Linked DNA regions of Canis lupus: region 1 is linked to region 2. A link is a contact called in public Hi-C data. All regions are on one chromosome and are shown on one strand. The core of a region is the stretch at or near the end of the contact, and the rest is flanking DNA. Distances in the headings are between cores, read along the strand shown. Region 1 holds the start of ATG16L1 (autophagy-related protein 16-1). Region 2 holds the start of INPP5D (phosphatidylinositol 3,4,5-trisphosphate 5-phosphatase 1).

What was found. Hi-C and Micro-C count contacts between places; a contact is called where the count stands out from the background.
Region 1: a Hi-C map of blood shows a contact between it and region 2, with 4 times the contacts expected there. The contact joins the promoter of ATG16L1 here to the promoter of INPP5D in region 2. A contact is called at or near these places in 2 of 9 Hi-C or Micro-C datasets (both in blood).

The regions. Positions count from the first base shown.
Region 1 is chr25:44,945,190-44,952,060 of UU_Cfam_GSD_1.0, reverse strand. ATG16L1 (autophagy-related protein 16-1) reads right to left here and starts at 5,459. Exons shown (of 18, transcript XM_038574224.1): 1 at 5,202-5,459; 2 at 1,397-1,490. The coding sequence starts at 5,316. LOC111092487 (a long non-coding RNA gene) reads left to right here and starts at 5,215. Exons shown (of 4, transcript XR_005378842.1): 1 at 5,215-6,871.
Region 2 is chr25:44,792,678-44,800,078 of UU_Cfam_GSD_1.0, reverse strand. It overlaps INPP5D (phosphatidylinositol 3,4,5-trisphosphate 5-phosphatase 1), which reads right to left and starts at 2,657. Exons shown (of 27, transcript XM_038574220.1): 1 at 2,449-2,657. The coding sequence starts at 2,582.

The sequences.
Region 1 (6,871 bases), core at 4,210-6,709, 150 kb before region 2:
TAATGGGTCCTGTTCCCATATGGACCCTCAAATTTAATGTACAAACATGATAAACATCTGGAAAAGACAGTAAGATTATAGAATGATTCCATTTATTTATTTTTTTTTGAATTTATTTATTTATTTATTTATGATAGTCACACAGAGAGAGAGAGAGAGAGGCAGGGACACAGGCAGAGGGAGAAGCAGGCTCTATGCACCGGGAGCCCGACGTGGGATTCGATCCTGGGTCTCCAGGATTACGCCCTGGGCCAAAGGCAGGCGCCAAACCGCTGCGCCACCCAGGGATTCCGAATGATTCCATTTAAGCTGCTTTTTTTTTTTTTTTTTTTTTTTTAAATTTTTTTATTTATTTATGATAGTCACAGAGAGAGAGAGAGAGAGAGAGGCAGAGACACAGGCAGAGGGAGAAGCAGGCTCCATGCACCAGGAGCCCGACGTGGGATTCGATCCCGGGTCTCCAGGATCGCGCCCTGGGCCAAAGGCAGGCGCCAAACCGCTGCGCCACCCAGGGATCCCCATTTAAGCTGCTTTTGATGAAGTCTAGCTTTTGGATTTTTCTGGACCATGACCCTCAAAAAATAGTTTACACGAATAACCCATGTAAACACATCAAACTCCCTACCATGAACATCTATGTCATATTTAGTGAAACAATATTCTTTCTATTAAAATGTGGATTTGGGCAGCCTGGGTGGCTCAATGGTTTAGCGCTGCCTTCAGCCCAGGGCATGATCCTGGAGACCTGGGATCAAGTCCATAGGGCTCCCTGCATGGAGCCTGCTTCTCCCTCTGCCTGTGTCTGTGCACCTGCACCCCCGCCCCCCCCCGCTCTGTGTCTCTCATGAATGAATAAAATCTTTAAAAAAATAAAATAAAATGCAAGTTTTTCCTAATCTTCCTTAAAAAAAAAAAAAAAAGAAAGCTTGCTACAACCTGCTAGCTTAATTTCATATTCTATTAAAATATGTTGAAAACCACTAAACTAAAATAAAAAGGCTCAAACAGACCTGGGTTGTATAAAAAGTACTTTATGTTTATGCACCAGTCAATCCTTTATTAACAAGATCTACGTAAATCTTCTTAAGAATGCTCACTGTGTGATTATTTAGAAAAAAATGAACCCAGTAGGCTGAAGGAGGAATTGGCCCAGTTACCCTCCGTGAGTCACTTCTCAGGCTTACAGCACCTACTGATAAGACTGCTGGGTGCATACATACCCTCAAAGAAAGAATTTTGGTGACTTGGCCTCACAAGTTCTTATTTGAGAGGAACTGACAAAAACTGGAGCACAGAAAACAGTACTTGGCTTGCCTCTCAATTAAAGAAGTGACAGGTGATCTGAGACCCGTTTCAACTGAAGAGACACAAGCAACACAGGACAGTTTCAAAATACCTTATCTCATGCCTGTTGGGGATGTCATGCTTTTCAGCTTGGAGCTTATGGGCCAGCACTGAATGAAGATCTGACTTTTCTAGCAACTTGTTATCTATTAAAAAGGAAAAGAAAAAGAAATAGATTATTTAATAGGTTATTTATTATAACCAACATACACCTTATTACTACTTAATATCCTATAAATATTTGGACCAAAAAAATAACCGAAGACAACCAAGTCAGTTTCACTTTCATTAGGTGTCAAAGTACTAGGTGCTGCACAACAGCAATTGTAGCAACCGTACAAAACTCAGAAACATACGCTCCTTCAATGCTTCTTGGCCTAAGCTCGAGTGGCCCAGCCGAAGGAACCTGTGGAAACGCTCCTGCAAGAGTGTCTCCTGCTTACCTATATTTATCTCAGGAGGAAGAAAACAAAACAGAAAACCAAACACAGCGGAAAAACGAAATGTCATGCACCTCAAGGTAATATGGGAGTCTTACCTTTTTACATTTGGAAAATTTCATTTTTAGATCAGGGCACTAGAGGTACAAATAGGAAAGTCCCTGACCTCGAGAAGCTCAAATATAGCAGAGGGTCAGGTATAACAAGGATTAGAAGAGTGAGCTTTACTCATTTGCATGGATGGTTGTACAGGTGAAGATGACAGAATCCAGGCAGGACGGCTTGCAGAGTGATCTGGTTAAGTGGCTTGAAATGAAAGTTGGAGCCAACACATGAAAGCAGAATGAAAAATTCAGGCCTTTTCTTAATGGCAGTGGTGAAAAAATAGATTTTAAAAGCATGCAGTGATATGAAAAGATGTTTACCAGTAAGTAAGAAGTCAAAGATTAATCTGAAGTTCCCTGCCCAAGCAATGGGCTAGAAGATGCTAATGTGTCAGAGAACACAAGAGCAGAGAACCAAAGGAAGAAAATGAATTTTCTTTCTGAAAGTAACAAATGTGACAGAAAAGGTGGCACAGGACTTCAAAGGACGAGAAGCTAGGAGTGACAGTCACACAGGGACTGGCAAGGTGGGAGGGGCACTAAACAGCACAAAAGATTGATCACGGGAAACCTGTAGAACAGATACATTTGATGGGGGTTGTCACAAAGCCTTCAAGTCTGAGATTAGAACTGCTCTAGAACAAAATTTTGATAGGGTTTATGCTAGTGAATATTCCTGTTGAAAGGGCTTATCATTCTTCTTCAAGGGTCTTGAGTTCCACTTCTCCTTTATATACAGAAATGGAACTCGTGGACAGAAACAGAAATACTCTTTAGGTTAATTTAATCAATCAGGATAAGGAAAGTGGTTCCAACCCTGATGTTTATTCACGTCAAAGGACTCTAAAAAGACCTTCAGTACGTCACACCAGACTTGGGTGCCCTGTGACATTGGGTCTTTCAAAGGACAGGAGGTATCCAAGAGAGATCCTGCCTAAAGGTTCCTTTCACTAAAGAGAAGGATCTGGCTGAAGGGACACTGTCACTCATCCTTAGAGTCTCTTTTCATCTCTCTGTTTAGGCTCAGATATGGGTTGCACTTGACTGGCCTGGGAAGGCAAGGAGAGGAGTGCCGGTGTTCTACAGGCTTACTGGAAGTGACCCCCCAGGTGTCAATCGCTGAAAAAAACTTAAAACAGGCAAAGGCTGTCTTGCTCTCCAGCCCGGACTACCTCTCAGGTCAGTCTGGAGTCCTAGCCCCTGGGGCACACACTACTCAGTACAGCTATTTAATGAGATTTTTCCTTCTCCAGGATGATCTTCTGACATTTCTCCTACATCCCCCACCCGCCTGCTGCCCCATCAAAATGACCATTTTCTTTTCTTTTTTTTTTTTAAGATTTTTAAAATTTACTCATGAGACAGAGAGAGAGAGAGAGAGAGGGAGAGGGAGAGACAGAGACAGAGAGGCAGAGAGGCAGAGACACAGGCAGAGGGAGAAGCAGGCTCCATGCAGGGAGCCCGATTCAGGACTCGATCCCGGGTCTCCAGGAGACCGAAGGCAGCGCCAAACCGCTGAGCTACCCGAGCTGCCCAAAATGACCATTTTCAATGCAGAAAAACCATTCAATCTCCATCAATGCAATTAGAGCAACTTCTGTTTATTACACAGACGGCTTTCAAAGCACTTATGCACAGTTTTTATGAAGCAGGTAGGGCAAGCTTCACCTCCATTTTATAGATGCGGTGAACCAGACTCAGAAAGCTAAGTGACAAGACCAGTAAGGTGTGGAGTCAGACTTCCAGCCCAATGGGACTTTGTGTTGTAGCTTTTAAGATGAAGCATTCAATAAACATCTAACCATTTACGTAACCCATATGGGAATCATGTTTGAGTGGAAGGAACCTTCTGTGCTGCTGGATGCTAGGATCTCTGCGAGTACAAGGAATTAGCACGAGAGAGCGGCTCATCATCCCCCTTTTCTTCCCATCTTTGTTAAGAGGGTGGGTTCAGTGAAAGCAAGGAAGGGTCATTTCTTGGGAACAAAACGCAGAAGTTCTAGGAGTCATCGAGTCGATGTTCAAATCCAGGCTCCCATCCCAATCTGCTGTGCCTCCCCAAAAGGAGCTTCTTAATCTCTCTTCAGCGTTAGTTTCCTCACGTGTAAAAAAAGGGCAGCAACAGGACCTGCTTCCCAGAATTTTTAGGAAGATGAAGTGAAATAACACACGCCACGTATTTACCCAAGCACTCAAACTAGTTTGCACGTTAGAAATACTTGGGGAGGGGCAGCTCCGGTGGCCCAGCGTGTGATCCTGGAGACCTGGGATGGGTCCTGTGTCAGGCTGCCTGCATGGAGCCTGTTTCTCCCTCTGCCTGTGTCTCTGCCTCTCTCTCTCTGCGTGTGTCATAAATAAATCTTAAAAAAAAAAAAAAACAACTCGGGGAGGGGCACCTGGGTGGCTCAGGTGGCTCCGTGGCTGAGCGTCTCCCTTGGGCTCAGGGCGTGATCCTGGGGTCCCGGAATCAAATCCCACATCGGGCTCTCTGTAGGGAGCCTGCTTCTCTCTCTACCTGTGTCTCTGCCTCTCTCTGTGTGTGCCTCTCATGAATAAACAAATAAAATCTTTTAAAAAAATGTTTTTTTTTTTTTTTAAGATCCAAGTGATGCTAATGTGCACATCAGCTTGGGAACCACCGATTCAGCACAAACAGAATTCAGTAACGGGCGACTCCTCTCCCTTTGAACCTCATAGACAACAGAGCTCCAGGCTTACTCCAACGGGGTAGATGGGACCCGAGTGTCCCCCCGCCCCCGTCCCTCCCCAAGTGTGTCATTCATTAGTTAGTTACGACGAGTCGGGGAGGGGACCCGGAAATGCTCATTAGGGCTAGTCTGGACGTCGTCCCGGCCAAAACGGGCAGCTCAAAACGGGCAGCTGCCCAAGAGCACCGAGGCGGCGCCTCGAGGAGAGGTTGGAGGAATCCGAGGCCGCACGTCTCCTCACGCTCAGGGGGACAGACAACGTTAGTGACGCGAGTTAACGCCTCAGGACGGTGATCGCCTCAGGACGGCGACCGCCTCAGGACGGTGATCGCCTCAGGACGGCGACCGCCTCAGGAACGCGAGCCCCCCCCCCCCCGCCCCAAAACGGGACGTTTCTGGAGCCTGTTCAAGTACAACATTAGCACCGCCGCCGGGGTTCACCAGCACGAACGACGCCTGCTCACGAAGAACACACGGTTCTTGGAAAAAAAGACGAGGGGCGTCGGCCTCGCGGGCGCCGCGGGGGCTCGGCCTCTGCTTCCCGCCGGCGCCTCGCGGGCCCCGCCCTCTCGCTCCCCGTCCCCCCGCCCCCCCGCGCCGCTCACACTGCAGGATGATCTCTTCGAACGCCTGCCTCTGCAGCCGGTCCCGCCGCCTCAGCTCCTCCGAAATGTGGCGCTTCCAGCGGGGGAAGTCGGCGGCGCGGAGGCCCGACGACATCTCGCGCGCTGCCCCGGCGCCTGAGCGCCGCTAATCCGAGCGGGGGCCGGCAGCCGCGGGCCGCAGCATGAGCGACCAGCGCACGCCGGAAGGGCCGGCGGCCCACACCTCGCTGCCACACACCGCCCCGCCAAGAGCCGTCCGGGACCGTCTTCCGGCTCTTGCCGGAAAGGGCTGGGGTCAGGGCCGGAAAGCCCGCCTCCTCACCCGACGTCTGACGCCGCGCGCGCGCACGTGACCAGGGGCGACGCCGGGCGCTGGCTAATGACGCGCTCCCGAGGCCGGAAGCGCGGGGTGCGGAGAGGCGGCCGCTGGGAGGCGTGCGGGCTGCGCTGGAGTCTCCGCCGCCGCCGCCTGTCGGTTTACGCTTCGTTCCCTTCGCTGCCTTCCCCCGATTTATATTTTTCTTGGTCGGACTTCCTTTCCTTCATCGCTTCCGTTGACCAGCAGGAGGGGGAGCCGCTCCCCACACCGGAGATGAGCAGCCTCGCTGAGCCTCAGTTTCCTAGCCCGTGAAGTGGGGGCCCTGATGGTACCGACCTCAGGGTTGGCGTCAGGATTAAAAGGAATAACCTGTGGAAGGCAGCGAGCACGACGCCTGGGTCACCGCAAGCCTGACTTCACCTGCCCCCCCCCCCCCCCCCCCCCCCGGTATCTTCCTGCCCGCAAAAGTCGGGCTGCTTTAGACTTTTGCAAAGTGCCCCCATTGCCCTCGGGAACAGGTGTTTTACAACGAAGAAATGGAATGCAAAGAACCGTTAAAAGAAAAATACCAAAAAAAAAAAAAGAAAAAAAAGAAAGAAAAGAAAAGAAAAATACCATTAGGTCGACTCTATTACTGGTTAGAAGCCTGGGAATGATCCATATGACCTAACGGTAAACGGGTTCTTCGAAGGTAATCGAAGGGTGGGGACGGTTTGCCAGGAAATCTTGCAGATGGTCCGTGGACGACAGGCTCTTGAGAAGATAGCAGCTGTCAACTCAGTAGAACGGGAATGGTGTGTGATCAAATCATCCAAACTCCGTTTACCTTTAACAAGTTGGTGAATCTGCGTGAAAATGGAACACCCCCGAAGTAGGAGGCCAGAGGATGATGAAAGGAGTATCAGAGCCTGGCTTCTCATCCACTGTGGCTCAAGTCCAGGGTCTCCTTTAGGGACAGATTTAAAAAAAAAAAAAAAAAAAAAAGCCTTTCCTCTTCTGTGGAGCCTGAGACACTTCGTTGGCAGTCAGTACTGAGTGATCTGAATTTGTAGGAAGGACAAGGAAAAGTCAAATACAAGAGACTCGGAGCACCTGGGTGGCCTGCCTGCAGCTCAGGTCATGATCTTGGGGTCCTGGGATGGAGCCCGGCTTCAGGCTCCCTGCTCAACAGGGAGTCTGCTTCTCCCTCTGCCCGTGCCTCTCCTTCTGTGCTCTCTCAAATAAAATCTAAAAAAAAAAAAAAAAAAAGAAAAAATATCGAAGGAACTTATTCATATACTGAAGAAAATGAGAGAGCAATGTTCTGAAAGTCACCGAAAATGCCTCCAAATATAACAGTGGCATCAACCTC
Region 2 (7,401 bases), core at 1,408-3,907:
GTCGGGGTTCCCAGCACTAGGCTGTGGACCCAGACGGTGTGGGGCCAGGTCTGTACCAGGCCACAGGGAAAGTTAACGCTAATTTGTTTTGTTTTTTTTTTTTAAGATTTTATTTATTCATAGAGACAGAGAGAGAGAGAGGGGCAGACACAGGCAGAGGGAGAAGCGGGCTCCTTACAGGAAGCCTGATGTGGGACTCGATCCCGGGTCTCCAGGATCACACCCTGGGCTGCAGGCAGCGCTAAACCGCTGTGCCACCGGGGCTGCCCGAAAGTTAACTCTAATTTGATTGAAAGGACTGGCTCCCTCTTTTTTTCCTTCTTTCTCTCTCGCTCTTTCTTTTTAAAAAGGACACTTTTTCTGCTTTTTTGATGTTCAAGGATGCTTTCTCCCACAAAATAAGCCTTTGGAAGGTGGCAGTTAGATGTTATTCAGGTTTTTCATTCTTAAATCTCCTTAATTGGCAAAATTCAAGATGGTGAAGGGATGATGTGTCCCTGGTTTGGGAAAAGTTTGGTGGCTTCTGACCCTGCAGGAAGAAGGGTGGCTTCCCTCAAAGAACAGAGCGGAAAAGAGAGCCCTGGGCATGGCCAGAGAGCAGGGCCCCCAGGGAGGAATCCAAGCCCTGGGGCCTAGACCTAAAAGGGCTTTGAGGACAGGAGACTGATAAGGCATCCAGGCCTCGGCTAAGAGGAGAGAGGACACCTGTGGGCATCACGGGCACCTGTCCTGAGAGGCGGACCCTGTACACCTGCTGCAGCTCTGACAGTAATTCGGTGCAGACAAGGGGAGGGCAGGAGAGGTGGAGGAAGGGATACGGGAAACCAGGCCTGGACCCCAGCCTGCCACCAGCCAGAGGCCTGGCCCTCTCCAGGCGCTTTCCCCCACCCGCAGGCAGGGGTCGTGGGAGCACAGGTTCCCAAGGGCCTCCAGGCCCTGTCCGGGCTCTGGCTTGCCAGTGTGCTGCCAGTGTGGAGTCAGAGACTGCGTCTGTAACCTGCACACAACCCACACTCCCTGACCAAAGGGCCACTGTAGGGGTTAGTGAACTATGGCCCTGGAAGCTCTCCGCAGAGGCCTAGCACACAGCCAACACCCAACAGCATCGGCCTTCCACTCGGGTCCAGGGAGGCAGGAGAGACATCCCTGTAGGCCCAGTGGAGTCAGTTTAGAGTCTTCCCATCCTTTTAAGACCCAGTTGGCGGGTGCCCATGGGGGCAGCGCTTGTGGGGAAGTCCTGGGTCCCTTCCCTGGAGTGTGAGAATGGGGGAGTGAGGGAAGCTGGCCTCGGGAGGGGGGGTCTCTGGTGCAGTCAGTGCTCGGGCCCGTTGGCCAGCTGTGTCCTTGTTAGCACCCTGTCTTCTCCTGCTGTCCCCCTGCTCACACTTGGCTTGCCATGGTTAGGAGCGGGTGGCAAGAGTCTGGTTGTCTGGGTGCAGCCTCTGGGCAGGTGGCCCTGGCTTCAACAACCGTTGGTCTTGTAACCTATCTGAGCCTCAGTTTCCTCATCTGCAATGGGGAGTGATACGGGACCTGTAGTTCAGGTTGCCGCGAGGATGAAATGGGATAACACCAAGACCAACGCCTACACTCAATGCTCAAGACAGGTCCGTGTTCCGTGACCTACTTCCCCTCTTGCCTGGTCCGAGGGAACTTTCTGCAAGTCTACGGATGCTACCTGGGAGATGCAGGGGGACAACCTGTCCCCCGCTGTGCCCTGGCACTGCCCTGTTAGACAGCAGGCCTGCAGGGTGACGGCCTTCTTCAGACAAGGTCAAGAAGTCTGTTTTAAAAAAGAGCCTTCAGCAAGTGGCTGGTTCCCCGGTTGTTAAGACAACTGGGGCATTGAGCAATATCCCAGAGCTGGGAGGGCGGTGGAGGGTTGATGGTGGCAGAGAGGCCACCATGGGTGGGGGACGCCACGCAGTGCTGAGGTGGGGAGAGAAGAAGCTGTCCCTGTAGGTGATGGTCACTTTCTCTGCTCTCAGGGCCCGCAGTGCAACTTCTGGGTGAACAGAGAGCTCTTTCTTGAGCGAACACACCCCATATCCTGGCTCCCTGAATGAGGGCTTCCAAAAAGCCCTCGCCTACGGCTCTGGAAGTGTCCGCTCTTGCCACATCTGTTCTCCCAGGAGGGTTTCCAAGCTGGGCATCCTTGTCCCGCACCTGAGCTGACCAATGGGAGCCCCGAGCTTCTGCCCTGGAGGGCCGCCTCCTCCTGGCCCCTGGCCCCACCGATCCCGGGGGGCAGCCCCAACCGGGGAGCAGGCCTCGGCGGCCCTGGGGGAGCTCCCGGGGCTGGAACAGGAGAGCTCCGAGGCCCAGCAGGCCCATCGCGGGGCTCGGCCGGACCCCCGGGCAAATCTGGGGGACACGCCAGAGGGGTCCACGCCTCCCAGGACACAGGACAGGCTGCCCCCCCCCCCCCCCCCAGGGCCCGGCACTTACAGCACACACAGCGCGTAGGCCCTGGAGATGGACTCGCTGGCGCGCACGAGGAAGCTCCCGTCCTTGCCCGTCCTGGACAGCAGCTCCTCGGCCTTGGAGCGGGTGATGTTGCCGTGGTTCCAGCAGGGGACCATGGCGGGCCTCGGGGGGCCTCCCCGCGCCCCGCGCCCGCGCCTCCGAGGGGAGCCGAGGCCCCCGCGCCGCACCCCGCGCCGCGCCCCCCGCCGCCCGCTGCAGCCCGGCCCGCCCGGCCACTTCCTGCTCGGGAGCTCGGCGAGGGAGAGGAAGCCGGCGGCCCCGAGAACTTCCTCCTTGCGAGAGCGCGGGGAGGCTGCTCCACCTTCCCACCCCGCCCCGGGCCTCCCGGGGGCGTCGCCGCGCGGGGGGCGGGGGGCGGGGTGGCCCAGGACGCCCGCAGGTGACAGGGGCGCAGGAGGCCCGGCGACACGGTCCCCCCACCCTGGTCCCCGCTCCGTCGGGCCTACCCTCGCCCTGGGCTTCTCGCTGGGCCACGGCCCGCCCGCCCCGGAGCCCTGCAAAATTGGGGGGCGGGGGGCACCGTCCAGTCCAGTCCCCTCCCCATGTGAGAGGCTCCGGGGCACCACACAGCCCTGGGTGCTGGGAGACCTTGCGTGACACCGCCTGAGGGCTCAGGGCGACGAGGACCCAGGTGACACCTCTGTGGCATGACACCTTTACACTCATCCTCCCCCCTCCCTGCACCCCGGGGCCTGTGGGTGAAGGAGCCCTGCTCTCCATGGCAGCCCAGCTGCATGACACCAGAAGGGTGTGGAGGGCTGGGGACAGGGACATGGCGCAGGGGGAATGCAGGCTGGGTTTTCACCTCTGGGTCTTTCCCAGACACAGGCTGGCCACCCGGTCGAGGATAAAGAGCGTTGTCTTCAGTGTCCTCTGTCTCAACGGGTTTGGGGCGGCCAGCAGGGCTGCAGCCCTTACCAGGCCCGGCGTGGCTGCACTTGTCAGTGGCTCAAAGGACAGCTGCCTCCATGGGGCCACCATCCCGGACCGGCAGGTTCTGAGGGCTCCGAAGAGGATACCCACTCTTGGAGTGCACCCAGTTCTTGGGTCAGGCCCACCAGGGTGACGGGAGCACTGCTGACCTACTGCACAAGGGGTGGTGGCCCCCAATCCCACACCCAGGCCTCGCGCCCCAAGACCTGACAAGAGACCTCCCTCCAGAGGCCCAGCTCGGTGAGCCTCCATCTGAATCCCACAGCTCTTCATCTACATCTGAGCTGCAGGAGCTGACCAGGCTTCTCTCTCTGAGCCCCGGGTTCCTCTTCTCTACCTTGAAGAACGTAGACCTTAAGGGAGCTCACGTGTGCTGAGGAGCCCGCAGCACCTCCCACCTGCTGGGACACACACACACACACACACACACACACACACACGCAGCAGGTGATTCTGAACAAGCACATCCTGATTCTGAGGCCCAGAGTGTGGCCCCTGGGCTCCAAGTGAAGTTCCTTCTGGACGTTTCAGAAACAGTGAACTCCCCCGCAGTCCTCACTCCCACCTCCCCAAGCCACCCTGTGCTTCCTCTCCCCTGACCACTGCCCCTCCCCCGCTCCTCCTACTGGACCAGTGACTCAACTCCCAAACCCTCAGAACATAGGAAGTGTAGGAAGTGAGGGTCCTCTGGGCCGGCCCTGAGCTAGACATGGGGAAATGATGGGGACAAGAGCTGGCCTCCACACTCCAGCCTTCCGGAAGCCAGCTGGATGCTCCCGTCACCCACTTAGTACCCTTCTCGCCTCCCTGCTGACCTCCGCTAACCTCCTCATTGGTCTCAGCCTCCAAGACCCTGGTCTCTCTGGGGCCCGTCAGGAGGATCCATCTGCAACTCTGGCCCCTTAGTACCTTGACCAGCTCATCCCTAGAGACCCTCCACCACGTCCAAGACTCTTGCTCTTATAACTGCCTTCCTGCCACACTCTCCTGCTTCCCACCCTCCCTCTTTCAGGCCTCTATCCCCACCAAGTCCTGCTTCTCAGCAGAGTTGGGTGGCCAGTGGGACTGCCCTCGCCCTTTGACTCCACCGTGACTTCCCTTGGACACACACGACACATATATGACACACACATTTCCCTAACTGTTAGGGCCCATCCCATCTCTACTTCCATCTAACCTGGTTGCCTGAGCCATCTGACATGGTCAGCTTCCTGGTCCCCCACTCTTCTTCTCCCCATGTTTGGAAAATGGCAATTTTTTTCAGATTTATTAATTTATTTGAGAGAGAGAGAGAGTCCTAGGCAGACTCCATGCTGAGCACAGAGCCCTATGCAGTGTTCATTCTCACCACCCTGAGATCAAGACCCAGGCTGAGATCAAGAAGGTTAAACAACTGAGCCCCCCAGGGAACCCTGGAAAACTGCAACATTTAGATCAGGACTGTCCTTATGGTGGATGGGTGGGACCTGGGTAAACATTTTTTGTAGGGCCCCTGTCTACATGCACAATGTACTAAAATTTATATTATAAAATTCACGGACCCATGTGAGGTATGGGGATCTATCAGTGAAGATTAGAATAATGGATAGACAAGAGTAATTATGAATATGTTCAGTGTCCAATCAGTGCACTGGAAGAGTCTTCGTGATGTCCAGGCTCTTGCTTCTGGTTCAGATCCCGTTTTTTATTGTCTTATGTTCATGGAAGCCCTTGCTGCTGTACCCCAGGGCTTCCCATGGCCCACCAGCCTGGGCAGATAGATAGGTGTCACCCACTGATTCCTTTTTTTTTTTTTTTAAGATTTTATTTATTCATTCATGAGAGACAGAGAGACAGAGAGAGAGACAAAGAGAAAGAGAGGCAGAGACACAGGCAGAGGGAAAAGCGGGCTCCTCACAGGGAGCCCAATGTGGGACTCGGTCCCGGTACCCCAGGATCATACCCTTAGCCAAAGGCAGACCCTCAACCGCTGAGCCACCCAGGCGTCCCTCACTCACTGATTCCTATTGGAGGATGAGGGAGGGCAAGTGTTTACTCACTGAGTTACCAAAGGAAAGGGGGCTGTGATAGTTTTCTGTGCAACTTGGCTAGGCCACAGTACATAGATATTTGGTTAAACATTATTCTAGATGTCCCTGTGGAGACATTTTTATTTTTTAAAGATTTTATTTATTTATTCATGAGAGACAGAGAGAGAGAGAGGCACAGATACAGGCAGAGGGGGAAAGCAGGCTCCATGCAGGGAGCCTGACATGGGACTCGATCCCAGGTCTCCAGGATCACACCCTAGGCTGAAGGTGGCACTAAACCACTGAGCCACCCAGGTTGCCCCTATTTTTAGATGAGATTAGTATTTAAATCAGTAAACTCTGAGTAAAGCAGATTATTATCCATATTGCAGGTGGGCCTCATACAATTAGTTGAAGGCCATGATAGAAAAGACGGAGGTGCGGGCACCTGGGTGGCTCAGTGGTTGAGCATCTGCCTTCTGCTTAGGTCGTGATCCTGGGGTTCTGGGAGCAAGTCCCACATTGGTTGGGACTCCCCTGGGGGAGCCTGCTTCTCCCTCTGCCTGTGTCTCTGCCTCGCTCTGTCTCTCATGAATAAACAAATAAGATCTTAAAAAAAAAAAAAAAAAAAAAGAAAAGGAAAGACATAGGTGCCCCCAGAAGAGGGAATTTTGTCATCGGACTGCCTTCAGCTTGGACTGCAGCCTCAGCGCCTCCCTGGGTCTCCAGCCTGCCACCAGCCCACCCTGCCGGTTTTGGACTTGTCAGTTTCCACGATCACATGAGACAATTCCGTACAAAATAAACCTCTCACACATACACACACGTACACACATCCTGTCGGCACTGTTCCTCTGGAGGACCCCGACTAACACAGAAGGAAATGTTCGAAAGCCGCTCGCTGGCTGGTGTCATCAGGAGAGAACGTCCCCTGCCCCCAGAGCTGATAAAAGGGCATCTTGGCCTGAAGAAGGGGATGGAGAGGCGGCTCACAGAGAACCGGGGAGGGACCAGGAGGCCCGAGCCCAGGGCAGGTGGGTCGGCCCCCATCTCTTCTGTCCTGAGAACTCACCTGCCCCCCCAGTGGCCCTTCCCAAATCTAAGGTCAAGAACACTTATTATTGAGGTGGGGAAGGGGCCCACTCTGTGACCAGGAGGAAAGCAGACCACCCAGCGGAGATCTCCTGAGAGCTGGGACACCTCCACACATAGTGAGGAGCATCACACCCCCAGCCCTCCACCGGGAAGGGAGGGTCGGCTCCCTCCTGCTTCAGCCCCTCCTGCCCAGCCTCACCCCTGTGGATTTTCGAGTGCTGTCAGGATGCCTGCAACCCCCCCCCCCCCACCTGCCTTCACACAGGGAGGCCCAGCTCCACTTCTGCTCTGGCATCTTCAGGCTCCCTTTCGAGACCGTCTCCCCAGACCTCTGCAGACACAGATTCGGCTCAGCAGTCCTCCGAGTGGGCCTGAGCCTCCTGGAGCCTGGAGCACCGCAGAGGGTGGGGAGGCAGGGTTCGCAGCACACGCACACACACACCCTTAGCCCTCCAATCTCTGGTTGCAGAGCTTGGGGGCACACCCCGAGTCACACGCACGGGAGCCAGACCGGGCCTGAGGCCCAGCTCTGCCCCAAGAGCTAGCGTCCGATGTTCAGTTTGCATCTCTGCGAACGGGGCCAAAGAGTGTTTGTGAAGTTACTGAACTCTCTGGTGTGGGGTGGGTGCTCTCTGATGAGGCGGGTCCCCGAGGTGGCCCTCCTGACCTGCGCCCGGACCACAGAGCCTCCGTGGGCTCCAGGCAGCGGCCAAACGTCAGTGACACTGGCCTTTGGTTTAACAGGCCTGGTCTGAAAGAGGACAGGATTCTATAAAAGTGCTCCTCACCTACAACTAAAAATAACCTAAAATGGGTCAGATTGGGAGCCTTGTGACTCCCCACCACCAGGGGGAGCCTCCAACTCTTGCCTCTATCC